Regions from separate parts of the Sus scrofa genome. Here region 1 is linked to region 2. The links are chromatin contacts, called in public Hi-C maps. All regions are on one chromosome and are shown on one strand. Each heading gives the region's core, a stretch centred on a gene start, on an enhancer-like site or on the middle of the called end of the contact. The rest is flanking DNA. Distances are from core to core; before and after follow the strand shown.

What was found. A called contact is a pair of places that touch in the nucleus more often than the background predicts.
Region 1: a Hi-C map of embryonic fibroblasts shows a contact between it and region 2, with 2.5 times the contacts expected there. The contact joins the promoter of ASPM here to the promoter of CAPN2 in region 2. A contact is called at or near these places in 2 of 47 Hi-C or Micro-C datasets (embryonic fibroblasts and heart right ventricle).

The regions. Positions count from the first base shown.
Region 1 is chr10:20,037,356-20,042,887 of Sscrofa11.1, forward strand. ASPM (abnormal spindle-like microcephaly-associated protein) reads right to left here and starts at 2,325. Exons shown (of 25, transcript XM_021064478.1): 1 at 1,842-2,325. The coding sequence starts at 2,138.
Region 2 is chr10:19,755,952-19,761,633 of Sscrofa11.1, forward strand. It overlaps CAPN2 (calpain 2), which reads left to right and starts at 2,873. Exons shown (of 21, transcript NM_001100188.1): 1 at 2,873-3,220. The coding sequence starts at 2,984.

The sequences.
Region 1 (5,532 bases), core at 1,075-3,574, 280 kb after region 2:
ATCCTCCTTGATGGCGCTCCTCCTTGTTCTTAGAATTTTCCCCTCATCCTCCTAACAAATGTCTTTAGGGAAGAATCATGCCTCATGCCTATAAATCAATATGAGGGACAGGCCCTGGGGTTTAAAATGATAAAAACTGGGTGGGAACCCCAGCTCTGTCAACTGCAGGAATAAAACCATCCGTAAATGTTTTATGCCCTCATTAAAAATTAGGAAGAGGACATTTATCCACGATACAGAGTAAGATCCTTGCTTGAAGATTCCTCTCAGTTGCGCACCATGCACAGGTGTAGCTGACACTACTTCCAACTTAGAGATGAGAAAACAGAGACACAGAAGACTCAGAAGAGTGAACTTAGCAGCCTAGGCCTGATCCATTCGACACAAACCCTTTGACCAAAACCCTTTGACCATGTCACCTTATCAGCAAATGTGGATGATGACTCCAGGAGTTCTTGTAAGGATTAAATAAGGAAACAGAGTTTAAAAGAACCTGTAAAAAGGTAAACATTATGTGTGTATGTATTATCTTAGTGGTTTGGTGGTTGAGTGGCGTCTGCACATTCAAACCTGAAGCCGAGGGAAATCAATAGTTAACAAAAGAAGTTTTTAAAAACTAAGATCAGTAAACTTTTACTTTATAAACATGGAAGTAGTTCTAAAAAAGCCAAAACCCAAAGAATTTCAGTCCCACAAACAAAAAATAACAAGCAAATGTATTATGTAGATAGAACAAAGTTTATATCTTTCCATGAAAAGAAAAGGGAACATTTACAAACAAGTGTAGCTGAACCAGTGCTTATGGACCAAGTCAATGGACCTCTCACTGCCTTGGGAAGCAGTTGTTTAGACAAAGAGTGAGATCCCCTCAGCTGATTTGTTGTTTCTTTTCACACTTTCAGAGGTTCTAATCAATGGAAAGACCACAGCAGTCAAAAGAAGAATATAAATTCTCTGGAATGGGAGCATTACTCTGGCCAATGCAATGTAGAAAAGCTACCCAGGAAGGTCTCAACAAAACATTTGTAAAATTAAATTTGAAACATCATTAGAACCATACTACAGCAAATGGGGGAAAAATATTAAAACGCTCAAGTGTGCACTCTTGTTGAAAACAACCCTGAGGAAGTGTTTTGGTTTTGTTGCTATAGACATTTAGCCAAAACAAATCTCACTCCCTCACCAGAATAAGTAGTTACCCTGACTCTATATGCAGTCGGTTTCCCTGTGGAAACTAAAATGCGTTTTTTAAGATGACCGAAGAGTTCCCCTCGGGGCTCAGCGGTAAGGAACCCACTAGTATCCATGAGGATGCGGGTTGGATCCCTGGCCCGCTAAGTGTGTTAAGGATCCAGCATTGCCGTGAGCTGTGGTCTAGGTCGCAGACACAGCTGGGATCCTGAGTTGCTAAATCTGTGGCTAGGCCGGCAGCTGCAGCTCCAATTCCACCCCAGCCTGGGAACCTCCATGTGCTGCACCTGCGGCCCTAAAAAAAAAATGCGAATGACTGACGGAAAGCAATTACAAAAAAAACCCTGCTCTAACCAACGTACTCTTGGCAATCTTAAATATAGAGGGATAGATGCGTGGATGGATAGCCCTTAAGTTTTCTCAAGGCCCGAGTCTATGAAAAGCCCTTCTACGAAACACAGGACCACCCAAGTGCTTCTCAGGACGCGCTTCACCGCCAGGGTGACAGCCCACCGCAGCCGCCTCCGCCCTGGAGAAAAGAGGTTCGTTCGCCCAACGTCAGAGGAAAGGAACTGGCTTTATTTTCCAGGTCTCAGGTCCCCTCCGTGAGTTCCGATCCCGTCTCCCCCCACCCCCGTAGCCCACCCTACCTGCAACACGAAGGCGCTGGGCCAGATGCTGAAGCCTTGCTCGGCGGCCGGGACGCGGGACAGCCTCACGTCGGCGGTCTCCTCGTTGGGGTTGTCCAGGGCCAGGGGCAGTGTGCGCGATGCTCCCAGGCGCACGTCCCCGAAGCAGAGGAAGGGCGACCTGCAGAAGTGGCTGAGGGACAGGACCGGCGGGGATGCTGCCTCCTCCTCGGCCCGGGGACCCGGAGGCCCGGCAGGCGGCCTCCTCTCTGGAGGACTCCGCTCCCAGCAGCCGCGCCCCCGACGCCGGGTCGCCATGGCGGCCTCGGGGCTTCTCCGGGCGGCCCTGCAGGAACTCTCACTCCGTCTCCTGGAGCGGATACACCCCTCTCTCGTTCTGTGTCCTCGACTGCTGAAGAAAACAGCCCCACACACTCACAACTCTAGAGAAAAAACAACTCGGTCTTCTCTTCGTTTAAACTTCCCTCCTCCACCAATGGGCGCGCCCGGAACCGCCCACCTCCGCGAGGGACCAATCAGCGAGCAGAAACTCCGGCCAATGAGAAGACGGCGCCTTATTTAAACGTGTTGGGTTGTTGGCAGCGCGTCGCTCTCCTGCGTAGGCGACCGGGGTGATGGGGTCTCGGCTGCCCACTGAGAACCGGGGCTTTGACTAGAAATTTGCCCTTTGGTTTCGTGAGCGGCATTGTTGAAGGGAAGAGATCCCAGAGCCTCTACAGTAAATGCCGCAGTCGTTGCGGTTGCCGGGACAACCTTGGGTAAAACCGTTAAGCAGGCAAATTGGGTTGAAGTCATTCCTTTTCTACAATGTTCCCGCCCAGGTCACATTCCTGAGCTTTTCTTCCGCGGCTTTTGGGCTCAAATGGGAGAAAATAAGGAAAACGAAATGGTTATTCGTGTGAAGGGGCTGATTTCAGTGACACAGCAGCGGCTCAATAAGTTTACCTGCTGGTTGTGACGTCGGGGTCCTGGGAGCTCAAATAGGTCAACAAATGAAGCCTGAGATTCTCAACAGTCCAGACGTGATGGTTTTGACCGGCTTCGCCCTTGACACTTGACTTCTTGGTTTTAATTCTAATTATAGTATCTGATATAACGATGATAGCTTAGTGCAGCTATTACTCTTTGATGTGGATTGTTTCAGGCCCCGTGCTTCTCTATCTCGGCCTTTCCTTCAGCCCTGGAAGGAAGGCACCTTAGCTGTGTCTCACCGATGAGCAAGCCGACTGGGAGGTGGCAGAGCAGGGAGAGGCACCCAGGCGGTTTGGCCAGACCTTCACCCTACTACCTCTCAGGACAGCAGGAAACTTCAGGAAAAAATGTGTGCATGTGGTACGGATACATGAAGTAGCTCAAGGGAAATCTCCCCAAGTGGAAAAACAAAATGAGGGAGGTGGAATATGAAATTATATTCACTGACACCCAATTTGACCTGAGGTTAAACCCTGTGAGCTTAACAACATTGACACAGAAGTCTTTATATAGAGGTGTTTTTGAATTCTGTAGGGCTAATACAGGATTAATGTACTAGAACACTACTACCCTACATGTTTTTTGCACAAATGTTAATATGAATTACAGTAGTTGTCAAATAATGTGTATTTATTGTTTTCATACTGTAAATATTCATCAAATTAACTTTGCAAACATAAGCCTTCTTAAGCTCAAGTCATTGAAGTGTTTCAATTCTTTTTAACATGTTAATAATCCATTTTTTTATGTACACCCTCCCCTCATAATTTGTCTTCATAAAACAATGTTTTTGACTCAAAAATTAAAAAAAAATCCAGAATGAGACTGTACTGGATTTTTTTTTTTTTTTTTTTGCTTTATAGGGCTGTACCCGCGGCATATGGAGGTTCCCAGGCTAGGGGTCCAGTCGGAGCTGTAGCTGCTTGCCTATGCCAGAGCCACAGCAACATAGGATCCGAGCAGCGTCTGAGACCTACACCACAGCTCACAGCAACGCCGGATCCTCAACCCCCTGAGTGAGGCCAGGGATCAAACCTGAAACCTCATGGTTCCTAGTCGGATTTGTTTCCACTGAGCCACAATGGGATCTCCAGTACTGGATATTTTTTATTTGCCCTCCACTTCCAATCCCCACTTTTTTCAGCCTGCTTTTTGCTGTGGGATGCTGGTCTGTGTTCTGTATTTGCTATGTTTATAGGTTTCTTCAATTACTTCCTTAGTGACCCTGACTGATGCAGTAGTGGCCCTAGGAAATTGCTTCTTAGGATAGAATGCTGAGTTGAATTGTTTGTGTTCAAGGAGCACAGGGATAAACTCTTGCTAGCAAGAAACATATTATGATAATCAAAGGCATGTGGGCGCATCATGAGTCCTGAAATCACCAGCAGTGGCAGCACCAGATGAAATGTACATGAAGGATAGTTTATTCAGAGGTGGCTGTGGCATATAGTTGCTATGCAAACAGTTTATGAATGATTATAGAGTTTACAGAGTACCGGGTTTCACCTGATGGCTATAGAGAGCATATATAAGAAAGAAAATGAACCACACCCAAGGCATATGGAATTTCCCAGGCTAGGGGTCCAATTGGAGCTGCAGCTGCTGGCCTACGCAGCCACAGCCACAGCAATGCCAGGTCTGAGCCCCATCATCAACCTACGCCACAGCTTGTGGCAATGCCAGATCCTTAGCCCACTGAGGGAGGCCAGGAATCAAACCTGCATCCTCCTGGACACTATTTCAGGTTCTTAACCCGCTAAGCCACAGTGGGAGCCCCTTGGCATCTGTTCTTACCTTTGATGACCTTATGTTGCCTCCTTCACTAGATTGGGTGCTTCTTGAGGGTGGGAAGCAAGCTCTCTGCAGTTCCTGGTAATGAATGGCCTCATCTCAATAAATGCTTGTCATACCAATTTTGATTTTAAGTGAATTAAGTTAGAGGTCTTCTGTTTTTTTTTTTCCTCATCCCGTTTGACAATTTCTGCCTTTTATTTATTTTTAAAAATTTTGAAGTATGATTGATTTACAATGTTGTGATGATTTCTGCTGTATAGCAAAGTGGTTCAGTTATACATATACACATATCCATTCTTTTTCAGATTCTTTTCCCATATAGATTAGCACAGAATATTGAGTAGAGTTCCCTGTGCCATACAGCAAGTCCCTGTGGTTGGTACATGAAAGTCATGTGGAGAAATTTTTTAAAAACTCTGATGTCTGGGTCTTACCCTCAGTGGCTCTAACTTAATTGACCCAATGTGCATATAGAACATCAGGGTTTTAAAGCCTCCTGCTTGGTTCTAATGTGCCAGCAAGACCTAGAACCACTGCCTGAGGCCAAAATCAAGAATGCTCTAAAGGAAACACTGTGAGACTGTTTTTTATTTCACCACAATACACTGTGACAAAAAGAAGCATTTTCTTGCATTTTGATGTTTATGATGCCTCCTATATGTTAACAGAAGAGATTTGTATAGGAGTCAGAATGTGCTGCTGTGAATTTTTCCTGTCACGTTGATTCTATGGAATCTATTCTGCAAACAGAAAAGTATGTTCTCTACTCTCCATAAAATTTAAATCAATTCAGAACACATTTCTGAGGCTTCTAAAGAAGCCATTAACCAGCGCTGCTCAGCCTTCCTTGGCTGCACATTGGAATCAGCTGGGGAGTTTTACAAATCTCAGTGCCTGAGCTGCACCCTATTCCCATTAAATGAGA
Region 2 (5,682 bases), core at 1,623-4,122:
CTTTTTTTTTTTTTTTTTGGTCTTTTTGCCTTTTCTAGGGCCACTCCTATGGCATATGGAGGTTCCCAGGCTAGGAGTCTCATTGGAGCTGTAGCCACCAGCCTATGCCAGAGCCACAGCAACGCAGGATCAGAGCTACACCACAGCTCACAGCAATGCCCGATCCCTAATCCACTGAGCAAGGCCAGGGATCAAACCCGCAATCTCATGGTTCCTAGTCGGATTCGTTAACCACTGAGCCACGATGGGAACTCCTGCAGGAGAAGATTTTACGAGCCCAGTTTCTTGCATCTTCTCCTGTCTAGGAAAGCGTGAAAGCCATCAGCAGAGACCTCTGTGCCTCGTGATGAGCAGCACCCAATTGCCAAAATGCACGCTTGATTGCATGTATCCTCCTTCCCCAAAATCACATCTGTACTGCCTTTTCTGAGCAGTTCCTCAGAGGAATCTGAGAGGCTGTCTCCCGGTCTTTCTCATTTTGCTTCAGATAAAACAAACTCGCAACTCTCAAGCTGTGCTTTTTTTTTTTTTTTTTTAAATATGGAATGTATATCTGCATGTGTGACTGGGTCATTTTGCTGTACAGTAGAAAATTGACAGAACACTATAAACCAGCTATGATGGAAAAAATAAAAATCATTTTAAATAAATTAAAAAAAAACCCCATGGACCTCAAAGTTCTTTGCTTTGTGGGGAGCCGTTCTAGGCATTCAAGATATTTAGCAGCATTCCTGGCTTCGAACCAACAGAGGCCAGTAGCACTCTATCCCCCAGTCATAACAAAAATCATCTCGACATTGACAAAAGTCCCTCAGGGTAGGGAGGAGAGAAGAGGGCAAATCGCCCCCCCCCCCCCCCCCGCCGCCCCCGCCGTCTCAGTCAAGAACCACTGCTCACAACCGTGCATAGCTTTCCACTGAAACACAAATTCTTCCGAATTAGCGTAGGGATGGAGAGAAGGGAGCCACCGCCCTGCTCAGTGCACACCCAGCTCTGTATATGAGATGAGAATCTCACACTCTCTCCCAGTAAACAGAGTGGGCACAGTGGCCCCTCGCACAGGCATCGTTCTAAATGCTCTACCAGTATGGACTCAAGGTTCCCAGTGAAATGTGAGTTTCAGATAAATAGCTATTGGGGAAGAAGAAATTTTCCTCTTCCATTCTAGAGTCTTCTGACTGGTTTAAGAATTAGGTTGAGAAGTTCCTGTCGTGGCACAGCAGAAATGAATCTGACTAGGAACCATGAGGTTGCGGGTTTGATCCCTGGCCTCGCTCAGTGGGTTAAGGATCCGGCGTTGCTGTGAGCTGTAGTGTAGGTCAGACTCAGCTTGGATCCCATCTTGCTGTGGCTCTGGCATAAGCCAGCAGCTGCAGCTCTGATTCGACCCCTAGCCTGGGAACTTCCATATGCCCCGGTGCAGCCCTGAAAAAAAAAAACAAATTAAGTTGACATGAGACACTTTAACGGAAGAAAATCAGGAATTCCCGGTGTGGTGCAAGAGGATTGGCAAAGTCTCTGGAGTCCTTGGTTGCAGGTTCGCTCCCCAATCCTGCACAGTGGGTTAAAGATCCCAACTTGCTGCAGCTGTGATGTGGGTTGCAACTGTGGCTTGGATGTGATCCCTGGCCTGGGAATGCCACATGCTGCTGGGCAGCCAAAAAAGAAAGGGGGGGGAATCAAATGAAAGTTTAATAACACGTACACCTGGGGAGACCCAATAAAACTGAGGAATTCTCCAAAATGGTTAAAGCCCTCTCTTTAAATACCGTCTTCAGCTAAAGACAAAAGAAGTTGGTCATAGAGGGTTGGGACTTCAAAGGGGAGGAGGGCAATTGACTTGAGGATGGAAAAGCAAATGTTTGGTAACAAATGTCAGCTGGCCTGGTAGAGACAATGGGACACAAGGAGAAATCTGATCTCTAGGCCTTGCTGAGTTTCCCCCACCTCACTCCCTCCACCACCACCACATGGAGCCCTGATTATTTGCAGAGCTCTCTGGTGATGGCTCTGTTCTGGGAACAGCCCCTTTTATCTAAATTCTTGAGGCTCTTACCTGGAATGTACAAGCCTCTTCCTGAGTCTTCTGGGCCTTGATGGTTTCCAACTCATGGCAAAGTGAAATTTGGGGTGGGAAAGTTTGCTCCCCCACATAAGGAATAATTTTTTAATTTAAATATACCCCCATGATATAGCTGGGACATACTTATACCAGAAGATCATTGGTGGTCACTGAAATTCAAATTTAACTGGGAGGGTGTGTTTTTATTTGCCAAATTGGCAAGCCTACCAGCGATCATGGGGTTCACCAAAAACAGTGTGCAGCAGCGTGATTATAACACACGGCTGGTGACTTAGAATCCCTGTTCTGCCTCTGATTAGTTGTGCGACACTGGAGATGTCACTTAACCCCTCTGATGCTCAGTTTTCAAATCCGTAAAATGGGGACTATAGCGGAGGGACTTCTTCCTTCTTCATTAGCTTCTTACAGAGCTAATTTTGTCTCCTGGAGCTCTGTCCCCGATCTTCTGACTCACAGGGTGTTTCCTGGAAAGTCACGACGGCCTAGGGCTGGGGTTTCGCCCAGCCTTCCACCCCAGCAAGCGGGAAGTCAGCTCGGGTTGGGTTCGAGGCCCGACTCTTCCACCGGCGGCCCGAGCGCGCAGCGCAGGCCGGCTGGGCCATTCCGGGCGCCGTCCGCAGATGGCGGCACCGGCCCCGTGGGTCGGCCGGCCGGCCGGCGCCTTGCAGGCCGCGGGCCGACGAGGGCCCGGGCGCGGAGCAGCGCAGGCCGGGAGCGGCCAGGCCACGCCCCGCCGGGCGGAGGGCGCTTCCCGCCCGGGTGAATCACCGCCCGCGGCGGCCGCCGGCACTCCCGCTGCAGCGCGCCGGGTCCTGGCCGCGCCCCTGCCGAGCGCCGCACAGCACAGCAGCCGAGACCCTCGCTCGTTCCCTGGGCGGCAGCGCGGGCGCCGCACCGACCATGGCGGGCATCGCGGCCAAGTTGGCTAAAGACCGGGAGGCGGCCGAGGGACTGGGCTCGCACGAGAGGGCGGTCAAGTACCTCAACCAGGACTATGCGGAGCTGCGGGACCAGTGCCTGGAGGCCGGGGCGCTCTTCCAGGACCCCTCCTTCCCGGCCCTCCCGTCTTCCCTGGGCTTCAAGGAGTTGGGTCCGTACTCCGGCAAGACCCGGGGCATCGAGTGGAAGCGGCCCACGGTAGGGATTGCGCCCGCGGCGGGATGCGGGCGGACGGGGCGCGGGGCCCAGAGGCGCGGCGCCTAGGCCTCTTGGCTGGCCAAACCCAGGGCCCGGGGCGCGGGGAGCCGGCCCCCGCGGCCCGGAGCCCAGCCCGGGACTCTGCAGGCGCGCTGTCGCCCGCGTCCCCTCGGCCACCCAGGCGCCTGCAGGACAGGCCGAGGCGCACGCTGCCCTCAGATCCCACTAGCAGGCCCGCCAGCAAAAACTCACAAAAACTCGGCTGACCTAGGGGGTCCCGCAGGAAACTTCTCAGACTCCAGTGGGGAGGTGGTGGGAGGTGGGGAGGAGAGTCTGCAGAGAAAGCGCGGGGGGTGGGGGGCGGCTGTGCAAGACCTAACCCGGGAAAGTCGGTTACTAACTCGGTTCAAGTCTACTTCAGGGAGGGGGCGAAGCCACGCACGGCCTGGGCCTTTGTGACTGAGGACTGTCTCTTGTCGCGATGGGTAGATTTCTCCAGTCAGAATTTCCTGTTTTCCAAATGGGAGCCCGCGGGACCTCCCCTTAACTTTTACCGCGGTGATGAGCAAAGGACGGGGAAAACACTGCAGCCTGGAGCCAGTTCTGTCCCAGAACCCCCCCCCCCCCGCCCCCGGAATCTCAGGGGCCCCTCCGAGCTCCGTTATCCCTCCCACCCCCATCCGGCCTCTGTCCCCCCTTGCCCTGGCAGGATCAATTTATCCATCCCGTTTCCAGTGGAACCCCTGCTGGTCCCACCAACTATGGGCACCTGGCCAGGCTTCCCCTTCCCAACCTCTAAGAGGCCTCCTGAGAGATCAAGACTCGTGTGATGAAAAGAAGCATCCCTGTCCTGCTTAGGCTCTGAGCCCCCAGTCACCCGCTGTAACCCTAAACCCACTGCCTAGGCAGCAAGTGCAGTAGGAAGTGTTCATGGCCGGAGGGGGGGGGGGGCAGCTGACTTTATTTCTTGCTAATGGGTGTGAGCCATTTAACCCCTCTAGCTCCTTTCTTCATCTAAAAAGAGAAGTGATGCCTGAGGTTTCCTCTCGTCACTCGTTCACCAGGCTCAGCACCTTTTTATTTCTCAAGGGCACCAGCTCTCTCCTGCCTCACCTGTCAGGGATGTTCTTTTCCCACTTTCTGGAGGCTGGCTCACTCATTTTTTGGGGATTGAGTCAGATGTTCCCTCCCCAAAGAGATATCTCCTGACCATTCTTAGCAGTCTCCTTACCATCTAGTTATTCCTTATCACTCAGCCCCGCTAATTCAGAGCATGTTCACAATTTGCAAATATAGTTACATATATATTTGCTTGTCTTTCCTGCTGAACGTCAGGGACCATGTATTATTCACCAATATATCCCCAGTGCGTTCACAGTAGGCATCCATCCACCATTCATTCCTTCACTTAACAGTATTTATTGAGTGCCTGTTATATGTCAGGTACTGTCTGAAATGCCGGGGATAGATCTGTGACCAAAGAGACTGAGTATTTGTGGAATGAATGAATGCAAGATTGTAATGAACCTCGAACAAAATGATGGCTGCGAAAGTGGTACACGAGAGAGAATGTATTCACCTTACATTTGCATAGCACTTTACTGTTTACGAAGTGAATTTACATACTTCTTTGCCTATTTTTTCATGCAGTCACTAAGCATATATTGAACACCTACTGTATGCCCAGCACCAGGGCATGTGGTCTCTGACTCTGAAGGCTTTAGGGGCTGGTGAGGGGATACAGACAGGTCACTCAGCGGTTGGAAATACCTGCAGGACTTCCAGTTGGGGAAATAGTGGTCTGAGGCCATTTTAGGGCCCCGCCTTAGGGTGGGTCAGGCTGTGCCCTGCACAGCCGAGAGGGAGGATGGCTGTTATACAGCCACTTAGCACCTGAAGAAATTGAGGCTTGGGAAGGTTAACTCTTGGCTCATACAGGTGTCTGGGGTGGAGCCAGGACTGTGACCAGCCCATGGGTGTTTAGTGCTAACAGCTCACAGCTGCCCCCTCTACCTTCTCAAACACTGCTAGGGTTCAGGTCAGGCAAGGCAAACAAACATTGTCCACTGGATTTACCTTTTTTTTTTTTTTTTTTTTTTTTTGTCTTTTTGTCTTTTTAGGGCCACACCCGTGGCATATGTAGATTCCCAGGGTAGGGGTTGAATCAGAGCTGTTGCTGACGGCCTACGCCAGAGCCACAGCAATGCCAGATCCCTAGCCGGGTCTGCGACCTACACCACAGCTCATGGCAACGCCGGATCCTTAACCCACTGAGCATGGCCATGGATCGAACTCACAACCTCATGGTTTCTAGTTGGATTCATTTCCCCTGTGCCATGACAGGAACTCCTGTCCACTGGATTTGGACTTCTGTAAAGTCGTCGGTGACTTAGAGCACTTGCAATGGGGTAGAAGCCAGATTGCTGTAGACGCCAAAGTCAGGAATCAGAAATGGCAGGTGC